3 separate regions of the Sus scrofa genome follow, and all the other regions are linked to region 1. Evidence: chromatin contacts called from public HiChIP or PLAC-seq data. All regions are on one chromosome and are shown on one strand. The core of a region is the stretch at or near the end of the contact, and the rest is flanking DNA. Distances in the headings are between cores, read along the strand shown. Region 1 overlaps SSH2 (protein phosphatase Slingshot homolog 2). Region 2 overlaps SSH2 (protein phosphatase Slingshot homolog 2). Region 3 holds the start of EFCAB5 (EF-hand calcium-binding domain-containing protein 5).

Region 1 (3,677 bases), core at 264-2,763:
GCCACTGGCCTACGCCAGAGCCACAGCAACGCAGGATCCCGAGCCGCGTCTGCAACCTACACCACAGCTCACGGCAACGCCGGATCGTTAACCCACTGAGCAAGGGCAGGGACCGAACCCGCAACCTCATGGTTGCTAGTTAGATTCGTTAACCACTGCGCCACGACGGGAACTCCAGTCTTTTTTTTTTTAATTGCGCATTTACTCACCACTGTTGCTTACCACCCCCCAGCTTCATTGAGATATAATTGATAACACAATTATTACATAAGTGTAACGTGTCCAGTGTATTGATTTCATACACTTATATATTGCAGACTGATTAACACCATAGCATTAGCTAACACATCTGTCCCCTCACATAATTACCTTTTCTTTTTTGTAGTGAGACTAAGATTTCTCTCAGCAACATTCATGCATGTGGAGTTCCCGCTGTGGTACAGCAGTATCAGCAGCGTCTTGGGAATGCTGGGATGTGGGTTGGCTCCCTGGCCTAGCACAATGGGTTAAGGATCCAGCATTGCTGCAGCTCGGATCTGATCCCTGGCCTGGGAATTTCATATGCTTCAGGGCAGCCAAAAATGGAAAAAAAAAAAAAATTCACGTATTATTAGCTATAATCACCATGCTGTACCTCAGGGATCCCTAGGACTTGATAATCTCGCAACTAGACGTCTGTACCCTTTGACCAACATCTCTCATTTCCCTAACACACCCCACCCTTGGTAACCACTACTCCACTCTCTGTTTCTCTGAGTTTGGCTTTTTTAGATTCTGTGTATAAGTGATACTACAGAGTATTCGTCTTTCTCTGTCTACCCAGTGCTAGTTCTTGAACATCTTCCTGTATCAATAAGAACTGGCTGTTTCAACAACAGTTTGGTAATTGGTTATAAAATAAGTGCTTATTTTCACTACATTATGTTTTACCCCTTTGGTGGTGAAAGCCACCTTCAGCTGATCTCAGGGAAAAAATTCAGATAGTAAACTGAATTTAAGGATCAGTTTCCTGAGAAGCCACATGCCAGAATTTTGTATTTTGTTTCTTCCATGTAGGCGTGTTCTAGATGGTTTTGTTAGGGTGAAGGCACAGCTGCCTACAAGCACTCGGGGCTGATGCCAGAGTTTGACTCCAGTGAGTCTCATGACTTGGTCTTGACTCTTGGATCTGGGCTATGTTTCCCCTGAACGAAATGTTAAATAGCCTCCCAGTCTCTCCAGGCAGAGGGACCACCCTCCCACCCCTGAAGTATTGTGAAAACGTGGCCACAGCATAGCGTTATGGTTTCCACTAAAAACCCCTCCCATTTACTCAGTACTTGGCATGGTTTCATCTGAGCCATTCTCTTAGGAGGCTGGGAGGATACTGAAGTCTCCTCCACTTAAAAAGAATTTTTAGGTTTTTGGGGCCAGATTTTGATGACATTTTTAGATTAGATCAGAAGGTAGGACAGAGCAGTTCTTTTTGGCACAAGAAAGAGCCATCTGAGGGTAGGATGAGACATAAATGTTGTACATACCCAGACACACACATGACGGATTTTGGGCAGTGTCCTCACGTGACCCGTTGAGAGGAAGGATACTAGGTGTCCTGCCAATTTCAGTATTTATTCTGGAATCCGAGGCTACTGCAAGCTGTTGGATTGGGAGGTTTTTTTTAGCGTATGTGGTTTTTCTTAGATGTTAAAGGAATTTCAGAAAAATCTTAGATGAGGAATAGAAGGACAGCATAAACCCACATGTCACCCAGCCTCTTCCCTTTCCCTTTTGGTTCTGTCCTGCCTTCCTGGGCTTGATTCATGGAGGGAGGGCAAGCCCTGGGAAGAGAGAAAAACCACAGAATTTGAGTCAGTAGATCTGGTTTCCGTTCCTGGTTCACCCCTTGCTACAACTTTGAAAAATTAATCACAGTTCTGATCCTCACCTGACCCCATTTGTAAAATTAAAATCACGAGACCTACCTCACAGGGTTATTGTAAATAAAAGTGTGTATAAGCTACATTATAGACTGTTAAGGGTTATTCAGATGTGATTCTTACCCCTTCCTGCAAGGCTACCAGGAAACACATGTGCATGTGCCATCTATTTCCTCCTCCTTCCTCCAGACACTGCCACCTGCCACCCACAGACACGCTAACTCCATTAGAACAGAGGTGTCCTGGAATTTTCTGTATTGTGATGAGTCTTGGATTTTAAAAACTAAAACCTAGTGCTGAGGGTTATTATCACTTGGCAGCTTTTAGCTGCAAGTAATAGAATATCTTCATCAGTTGGGATCTCAACAAGAAGCAGCATACTCAGATTAGGATCATATGAGGACTTGGGTTTTATAAAGGGAGTATTTACAAAGGTGTGGAATTGTAGTGGGATCAAGGGACTTGTATCAGTAGAGCCTTTTGGTAATAGCTTCTGGGCAAAGAGAGAGGGAGCAGTTACTGGAAGAAGACTCCGAGAGAAAAGGCACCTTCAGAAGAGTTGCCAAGAGCCTTCAGTCAAGGGACACAGCCAGCCAGAGTGACTCTTCGGGGAAGGAGCTACAGGAATAATGGCCTGCCTTCACTCTCCTCCCTCTAGTCTTCTGCTAGGGCTCCCCATTACCCATGCCCTGTAGAAGGAGGGGACAGGGGGCCGGTTGATGTGGTTCATAGGTGGGACTCCAGACACAGAGCAGGGTAGAAAGGCTGAAGAGTGGGTCTCCAGGAGCAGACACAAGACCCAACACCCAACTAAAGGCAGTTTAAAAAGTTGGATCATTTAACATCTCTTGTAACAAGCACAGAAGTTGACTCTGTAATGGCTTATGATGTAATCAGGGACTTGGGTGCTCTCATCTTCCTGCTCCACCTTCCTTCGTTAGTGGCTTTGTCCTTGAATTGCCCCATGATTGCCAAATGTCTTCCACATTTCTAGGCATCTACATTGAATTCCTCAGCCTCTGGCTAAATGAATGGTCATTTCAATTAGAGGGAAAGACCTTTTCCAAAAGCTCCAAGATAGACTGCTCATCCCTCCCCACTCCCACCCCTGCAGGACCATTGACCAGGACTGAGTCGTATTCCTAAAAGTAATCACTAGCTAGGAAAACAGAATTTCCTGGACCAGCTAAAACAAATTCATATTCACCCTCTAGTGCTAAGGAGGTATCACATTCCCTAAACCTATGGGCAGTGAATACTCAAACCAACACTCGAATGGAGTCCCTGCTTTGGCACAGCAGGTGAAGGATCCAGCATTGTCTCTGTGGTGGCCCAGGTTCGATCCCTGGCCAGGCGCAGAGGGTTAAGGATCTGGCATTGTCACAGTTGTGGCCTAGGTTGCAGATGCAGCTCAGATTCAATTCCTGGCCCAGGAACTTCTATTTGGCCCAAGTGCTGCAAAAAAAAGAAAGAAAGAGGAAAAACCAACACAAACCAAATCAAGTCTAAGGAAAAAGAGTGAGAGTGCCTCCTGGTTATGCAACCATCAAGGTCTGCAGTCTATGATGTGTTGTCAAGAAATGGCCCTACAGGGTACCTGCCAAATGAATTGAGCCTAGCGGATTCTTGCCTGGCCCTAGAGCACTGCTATGAGGTCTCTCTGCTTACAAGAGGCAGAAGGGAAGTCCCAGATTCTTTGCAAAGACAATGCGTGGTGATTTTCCCAAAGATATAGATAGATTGTCAAGCCCGATGGTTGTC
Region 2 (3,541 bases), core at 974-3,473, 180 kb before region 1:
CTCAGTGGGTTAAGGATCTGGCATTGCCGTGAGTTGTAGTTTAGGCTGTAGACTCAGCTTGATCCTGCATTTCTGTGGCTGTGGTATAGGCTGGCGGCTACAGCTCTGATTGGACCCATAGCCTAGGAACCTCCGTATGCCACAGGTGCGGCCCTAAAAAGAAAAAAAAAAAAAAAAAAAAGAAGAAAAAGAAAAAAGAAAAGCTCTTTCCCAGTTTGAATGATTAACCTTGAAAACAGAATTATTTGGAGAGCAAGCTGAAATTCCCACTTTGAATTTTCTTCAAAACATGTGTCATAGGATCTTGATAGCTATTTGAAATAGAAGTTAACTGTGGTAATGAAGAGTAGAAGAATTTCAGTCACTCCTGGGATAATGGAAATGTGTACTTTGGCTAGTTGTATTCATTCTTTCATTTATGCATTCACTCATTCACCAAGCATTGATTGACTCTCATATACAAATTACTGGGCCAAGGCTTTAGGGGGTAGGCATAAAATATCAAATCTACCCTAGGAGCAAACGTCCAGCCATAAGGTAAATAGGTCTGAGGATCTAATGTAAAACATGGTGACTATAGTTAACATTGTATTGTATAACTGAAATTGCTAAAAGAGCAGAACTTATATATTCTCACCAAAAAGAAGAGATAAGTTGTGAGATGACGGATGTATTAATTAACCAGATGGAATCATTTCACAGTGTATTCATATATCAAATCCCCATGATATACACTTTAAATATCTTAGTGTTGTCAATTATAGCCCAATAAAGATGAAATTAAAAAAAATTTCCTCTAAGAAGATGTATAATCTCTTCTACAAATTAGCTTTATGAAGATGCACAGAAAGCTAAGGAGAGGAGAAAATCATTCATATGCAATAAATGCAAAGTCTGTGGTTGAGTGAAAGGAAATTTGGTTGGAGGCAAAGAAGGGGCGACTCTGGAAGAGGACTGGCTGCCTTACATCTCCTGGGGCTTTCCCGGAAGAGAAGGAAGGAATGTAGAGAGACCTCTGCCCCTTCTCTAGTCCCACTCAGCCTCCAGGGAACCAGATAAAGGGTAGATCCAGAAGCAGCTATTTGCTCCCTCTGCTATGCACAGGGTTGCTGGAGGCCTCCATAGTGGGAAGAGGGACTGCCTGCCCTAGAGCAGAGTGACCATGTGACTGGAAGAGGTCACCGAGAAAGAAGACGCTAGCCCTAGCAGCAGGATTTTTGCTGTGGTTCCAGGTAAGGAAGAATGTAGGCAGTGACTAGAGCAGGTTGGGGTACTGGTGGCTGCAGCAGCCACTGAAACTCCTGAGGGTTCTCTCCATTTCCCATTCCCATACCTACTGCTGTCCCACCCTAAAGGAGAATGAGCTTTGCCTGAGCTGGGATTCCAATTATGGTGATTGTAGAGGTTCAGCTAGAAACAGCTGAATTCATTACCACTGTCGGCTTATTTCTTCTCTAGCCTGTATGTCAGAAAGATGCTTGTTGTATTAGATTATCTCTTAAGAATGCAGCTTATTTCTTTCTCTCTTTTCTTTGCTCTTCTTATCCTACCTTTACCCTACCAAACAGGAACAGGGATGGATATAGGGGGTCACACGATATTTATGGTCTCCTTCAACCTTTGCTTGGATGTTATATCCTTGTAGAGAATGCATTTTCCCTCTGTGCAATCAAAACAGATTTTATGTTTGAATAGACCAGTGAAAGGGAGAGACATTAGCCTTTTGATATTAAGAAAGAAAAAAAGAAAAGAAAAAGCTACCTGTTGAACTGAATGTGGAGAAAACAGATAAAAAGAAAGGAAAATCTAAAATGTAAAAATGTGGTATAGAATACTTTACATTTTTTAAACTATAGTTTTTCACTCTCTTCCAGGGTAGGACAGGTGTCTCGAATATAAAGTATCTTTTTAGGTGACAACTTCTATGGATGTTTCACATGTAGTAATTTTGTGGGGGTAGCAGAATTGCTTTGGAGGAGAGAGAATATTTAACCTGGCTAATACTAAGTTCAAGATGAAGGATTTAAGAATTCTAAAAAGTTATTAACATTAAGATAAGCCCTAGTTCAGGAGTTCCCACTTTGGCGAAGTGGGTTAATAATCCAGCTTATTCCTGTGGCATTGCCAGTTCAATGCTTGCTGCAGTGGGTTAAGGATCTGGCATTGCTGCAGCTGTGGCAAAGGTCACAGATGAGGCTCAGATTCCATCTCTGGCTGGGCAACTTCTCTATGCCATGATGCAGCCAAAAAAAGATCAAGAAGAAGAAAAGCCCTAGCTCATCTGAGTAGCCAACCTATGGATTGACAATAGAAGAGGCTTTAATCTTGAGGATTCTTACATTTTAAGTCTTAGAATATGGTGTATGGGATGATCAAAACAATGAAAGAGCTGTTGGCTTAGAAAGTGAAACTACACTTAGAAGGGGACAACTGCTGCTGTCATGAAATCTACTTTTGTAAATCTCTAGAGATTGTGAGCACAAATAAGATGCCTGTGCATAAACCTGCAGATACAGCGATAACAAACTGGTTGGCTGGAAGGTGGTGACTGGCCAACAGCATGTGCTTCTGGTCATCTCTGATGATTTGTATTTACCCTCTTCCTTTCAGCTCTCTGTACTGTGTGTGTTTTTTATTTCTTTTTTCAGACTCATTTGCAGAGACACTATTTCACTAGCCAACACAGAAATGTAAAAAGAATTTTAAAAGGAAATTGTGTTGCTAAGGAGATGTGGGTTTTATTAAGAGTTTCAAATGGCTAGTTAGGCAATAGCAAATAGCTGTCCCCCAGAGTTAAGGATCATTTGAATTGTTTCTGCCTCACCTCTGCTATATAGTAAAGAGATTGCTGATTAGAGCACCCGTCAGAAAACAGGTTATAAGTGTTGCTAGTGACAGAAACATAGTTTCACCATGAATAGTATTCCTGTTTTTCCTTTGCAAGAGTTTTTTTTTGTTTGTTTTTTTTTTTTTGGTCTTCTGTCTTTTTAGAGACACACCAGAGGCATATGGAGGGTTCCAGGCTAGGGGTCCAGTTGGAGCTGTAGTCGCTAGCCTACACCACAGCTCACAGCAACACCAAATCCTTAACCCACTGAGTGGGGCCGGGGATCGAACCTGCATCCTCATGGATGCCAGTCAGGTTCGTTAACCTTAGCTGAGCCATGACGGTAACTCCTTTGCAGGGAGTTCTGATCCAGATGATTACATGGATAGAAAACCTCCTGCAATGTTAAAATTATTTTTTTCTTTGTTCCAGAATAAAGCATAGCTTGACTATTTTTTCCTAGAATAACAAATGAGAAATGATTTTCAACTTTTCTTTTGTAAAGACTTACCCTCTTAAGTGATTTATTTGAAGAGAAATGAAAAATGTAGTAGTCTTGGCTACAAAGGCTGTTTAAAAAATTATCCTTATAATTTAGCTCAGTGGTTCTCATCATGGCCGCACATTAGAATCATCTGGTGACCTTTTAAAATAATTTAATAACAGGGTCTCACCTCAGTCCAGATAAATCAGTATCTCTGTGAGTGGGACCCA
Region 3 (3,604 bases), core at 820-3,319, 250 kb before region 1:
TTTCCAAAGCTTTGGTTCAAAGTTCTCATTCTGAACTTTGTCTTCTCTTTTCCTGTTTACTAAGTAGCTCTGAGAAAAACACAAGATTGTTTAATTGTGAACCATACAGCTTTGTTTAATTTTGTCTCTCAGGCTCTCTTGACCACCACCAGGGGGCAAAAGCCTACCAGCTGGCTTCTCTGCAGTACATTCCACGGAAGACTGTACAGTACAGGGACCCTCAGTGTCTGATTCTTGATGGAACCTCCCTGCTAATTATTTCAACCACAGGGCCCCAGAGAGAGAACAAAGGCTCAGCACAGAGGGCTCTAGTGGCACTTAACCATACAGTGGCCAGAAAGAGCTCCTGACAGCTCTGTCAGTTTACAAGAAGCAGTAAGATCCAAGAGAGTTTGAGTGACAAACAGGAGGTGGTAGGTTAATAACTGCAAGTTCCTGAATGTGTTTTTACAGCTTTAATATATATGGTAGTATGTACCAGCACATCCACTCAAATTGAGAAATAGCTTTGTCAACTCTCTTTCTCTGTGAAATCAATCAGTAGTATTTGCATAGTGCCATTTCCACCCCCCCTTTAATGTCGATTTTTCATTACATTGTTGGCTTATGTTCAACTGATGATTTATCGTTTAGAAAACTATTTCTTTAAAATACTTAATCTCGGCATTTCACATACGTCTATGAAATAATGGCATCCAGAGACGAAGGAGAGGAAACCTCAACGAGCAAATCCTAGTTAAGAGAATTTCTTCCAGCAAAAAGCAAGTGGGAGGTAAATAGCCGGTTGGACCCTTACAAGTCTGTGAGCCCAGCTTTCTCGGCCTCCCGGGTTCGCTCAGCCTCTCTGCATCTCGAGAATAATGAAGGAGTCCTTAGACACGGGCCAAGGAAATAGAGGAAGACTCCCGAGGTATTAAATTTTAAAATCTTCCTTTCAAAAAGTCTCATCATAAAACACAGACTCGGAGACGGAAGGGTGGAAAAGCTCAGAAAAATCCCCCGAGAGCCGGGGTCAAAGGGAAAGTCTCTAGCCCAGTAAGTCCCACCCACGCACGGGGAAAGCGTTTCAAACCCCGCGGCGCCCTTTCCCACCAGGAAACTTGTTTGCCTCAGGCTTTTCACCTCAGTTTCTTTTCACTAAGGTGGGTTAGGCTCTGCGCCCCACCTCAGAAAACGGTTATCCCTCAGGCGTGGGGACCCGAGAGACGCCCCAAGCCCCTACGCCCCGCCTCCCATCGCAAGCCCCAGCCCCCAGCACGGCCAAACTGCACGATTCCAGAGCCCAGGAGGAAACCCGGGAGGGGGCGGCGGCCCGAGGCGCACACACCCGGCCGGCTTCCGGCAACTCAAGGGTTACGGCGAGGCGGCGGCGCGCGCCGAGGGGAGAGGCGGTTGCTGACAGGTGGCGCCTGCGCACTGGGAGCGCTCATTGTGCCCCGCAGCTGCCGAACCGCCCGCCCGCCCGCCCGCCAGCTGCCCGTTCGGCGCGTCAGTCTTGAGAGTCCGGTGGTGGGTGCGGAGCCTGCGGCCGTTCCCGCGGCCTCGTCCTCCTCCCCGTTCCCCTCACCCCTTCCCCACACCCCTTGCCCCATCCCGGCTCCGTCACCCTCCCGCCCCCCACACTCAGGACAAGAATGCCCTGCCCGGAACAGCCCAGCAGCGCCTAGATGGCTTTGGTCACGGTCCAGCGGTCGCCTACCCCCAGCACTACCTCCAGCCCCTGCGCCTCGGTGAGTCCCTCCCGGCGGCCGCTCCGCTCGCTTCTGTCACTGCGGCTCCGCTTTGCCTCAGCGGGTCCCGCCGAGCGCCACTGCGCACGCGCCGCGCCGCTTCCCAGGCCTTGGCACTCGGCTGCCGCGAACCCCCCCACACCCCCATCTTAAAGACGAGCTGCGGGAACTACAGGACGTTGATTTGTGCCCCCATCACTCCGGGCACCTGGCGCCTCACAGTCCTCGCCCCGAACCCCCCTGTGGCATGCCTTCCTCTGGCTTGAGCACTTCCTTTCGGGAATGAGTCATTCTTGCTTTTCGCCCTCCCCCTTCCTTCACCCTCCGTTGCTCCGCTGCAGGGAGAGGACCCTGGGACTCCATCGTTGCCCCTAACACACACCCACATCCCCTTACCCACACCCAATTCGTGGACCCGTTCAATATTCGCACATTGCACGCCCTTCTCCGGGCTCTCCGGGTGTCTGCTTTCCCCCTGGTCCCTTGCTGTCCTTCTTGTGCTCTGTCCGTTCGGGCTTCATTGGACTGCTGAACGGTAGTTACTCCTCGGTTTCTTCCCTTCTTCGCCTCCTCCAAAGGGTGGCCGCGGTCTCTGCTCCTTGGATCTCTTACCTTTCCCCTACAAGGTCCCAAAGCATCTGGCGCTGCTTGATGACCAGTGCCAATTCATTTACATCTTACAGACATTTATGCCTTACACTCAGCTGCTCATGATCGTTCTTGTTCTTGGGTCGTGTGTACGGCTCGTTACTTCACATGCCTATGCCAGTGAAGCGTGCTTCCAGAAGGAAAATACCCAGTAACCAGCCTTTTCCTGCTGGGCCCTTCTAAGCCTTGGTTCCTCGCCCCACCCCCACTCCTATACACTCCATTCTTTTAGGCTCCCCCCCCCAAATGTTTAGTTTTTCAAATAAAATATTGCACCAGTGGGGCGAAATAGGATCTTAAAAAAAAAAAAAAATCCAGATGTTTTAGAAGGAAAAGATCGAATGAATGTATGAACAATTGGAAAAACCATTTTGAATTTCCTACAGAACTGTAATTTTTAAAGCTGTGTTGGTGGATTTAGTGGTTTCAACTTGCAAAAAGGCATTCAGTAAACACTGTACCACCTTCCACTGTAAAAATTCTGCTTAATCTAAATATTTATATTTTAAGTGAGGTGTGAACTTTGATATCTTGAAAATAACCTGGTTTGTAATTTCAACATAGTTTCCTGAATTTCAAATTTTTATTGTGTATGGTGCTGGTTTCTTTTTCTCTTGTGCTAGTTTTTGCACTTTGTGTGGCCAAATTGGCAGCTGTATCCTAATTCTATAGGTGATTATACTTCATAGATTACCTTACCTTGTATTGTTTCCAGAAAGCAGAACTAGCTAAGATCCTTGGATAGAGAAGTTCAAGGAGGCAGATTTCCAGTCATTGTAAGGAGGAATTTTCAAACAGTGGAGTGGACTGTCTTGCAAAATAGTGCCCATTGCTGAAAGCAAAGGCTGGAGGACCTTTTGCCTAGGAGTTGGTAAAAAGAATTCCTGCGGTGGGGGGGCCTTCTAAGGCTCTTTGCAACTTTTAGGATTATGTGATTTGAGAATAACTGCACGTGAAAGCTAGTGAAATATTTAAGGGTCCTCTGAAGACAAGTATCAGGGATGTAAATTCAATATACTTTATTCTTATATGCTAGTTTTTAGAAAGTCATTAAAATACCATCAGACCATCTTAATTCGCTCTACCTTTTGGGTTTGGGCCTGATTTTGGCTGAGAAAGCAACTGAAGTTTAGTTGAGTTGTGCAGGTAAGCCAGGAACCAGTATTATAGTGACATAATTTTCCCTGGGCATTGTTGAAAATAGTTTATACTATAATAATTATATA

Evidence for each region. HiChIP or PLAC-seq counts read pairs in DNA pulled down with a chosen protein or histone mark.
Region 2: an H3K27ac HiChIP or PLAC-seq map of skeletal muscle shows a contact between it and region 1. The contact joins two enhancer-like sites. A contact is called at or near these places in 2 of 2 datasets of contacts at active chromatin or transcription factors (alveolar macrophages and skeletal muscle).
Region 3: an H3K27ac HiChIP or PLAC-seq map of skeletal muscle shows a contact between it and region 1, with 5 times the contacts expected there. The contact joins the promoter of EFCAB5 here to the enhancer-like site in region 1. A contact is called at or near these places in 16 of 47 Hi-C or Micro-C datasets (alveolar macrophages, embryonic fibroblasts, fetal heart ventricle and 8 more) and 2 of 2 datasets of contacts at active chromatin or transcription factors (alveolar macrophages and skeletal muscle).

The regions. Positions count from the first base shown.
Region 1 is chr12:45,833,682-45,837,358 of Sscrofa11.1, reverse strand. All of the region lies in intron 16 of SSH2 (protein phosphatase Slingshot homolog 2), which reads left to right. Among named protein-coding and RNA genes, the nearest start is that of CORO6, 21 kb to the right of the region's middle. Within about 2 kb of position 1,513, at least 30 of the 83 cell types and tissues checked have an H3K27ac peak or open chromatin away from gene starts, as enhancers often do. A contact at or near this core is called in alveolar macrophages, fetal skeletal muscle, liver and 5 more, where this site is marked.
Region 2 is chr12:46,009,668-46,013,208 of Sscrofa11.1, reverse strand. All of the region lies in intron 2 of SSH2 (protein phosphatase Slingshot homolog 2), which reads left to right. Among named protein-coding and RNA genes, the nearest start is that of EFCAB5, 74 kb to the left of the region's middle. Within about 2 kb of position 2,223, at least 3 of the 83 cell types and tissues checked have an H3K27ac peak or open chromatin away from gene starts, as enhancers often do. A contact at or near this core is called in skeletal muscle, where this site is marked.
Region 3 is chr12:46,083,680-46,087,283 of Sscrofa11.1, reverse strand. EFCAB5 (EF-hand calcium-binding domain-containing protein 5) reads right to left here and starts at 2,069. Exons shown (of 24, transcript XM_013981195.2): 1 at 1,712-2,069. It overlaps SSH2 (protein phosphatase Slingshot homolog 2), which reads left to right and starts at 1,564. Exons shown (of 20, transcript XM_021067518.1): 1 at 1,564-1,730. The coding sequence starts at 1,668.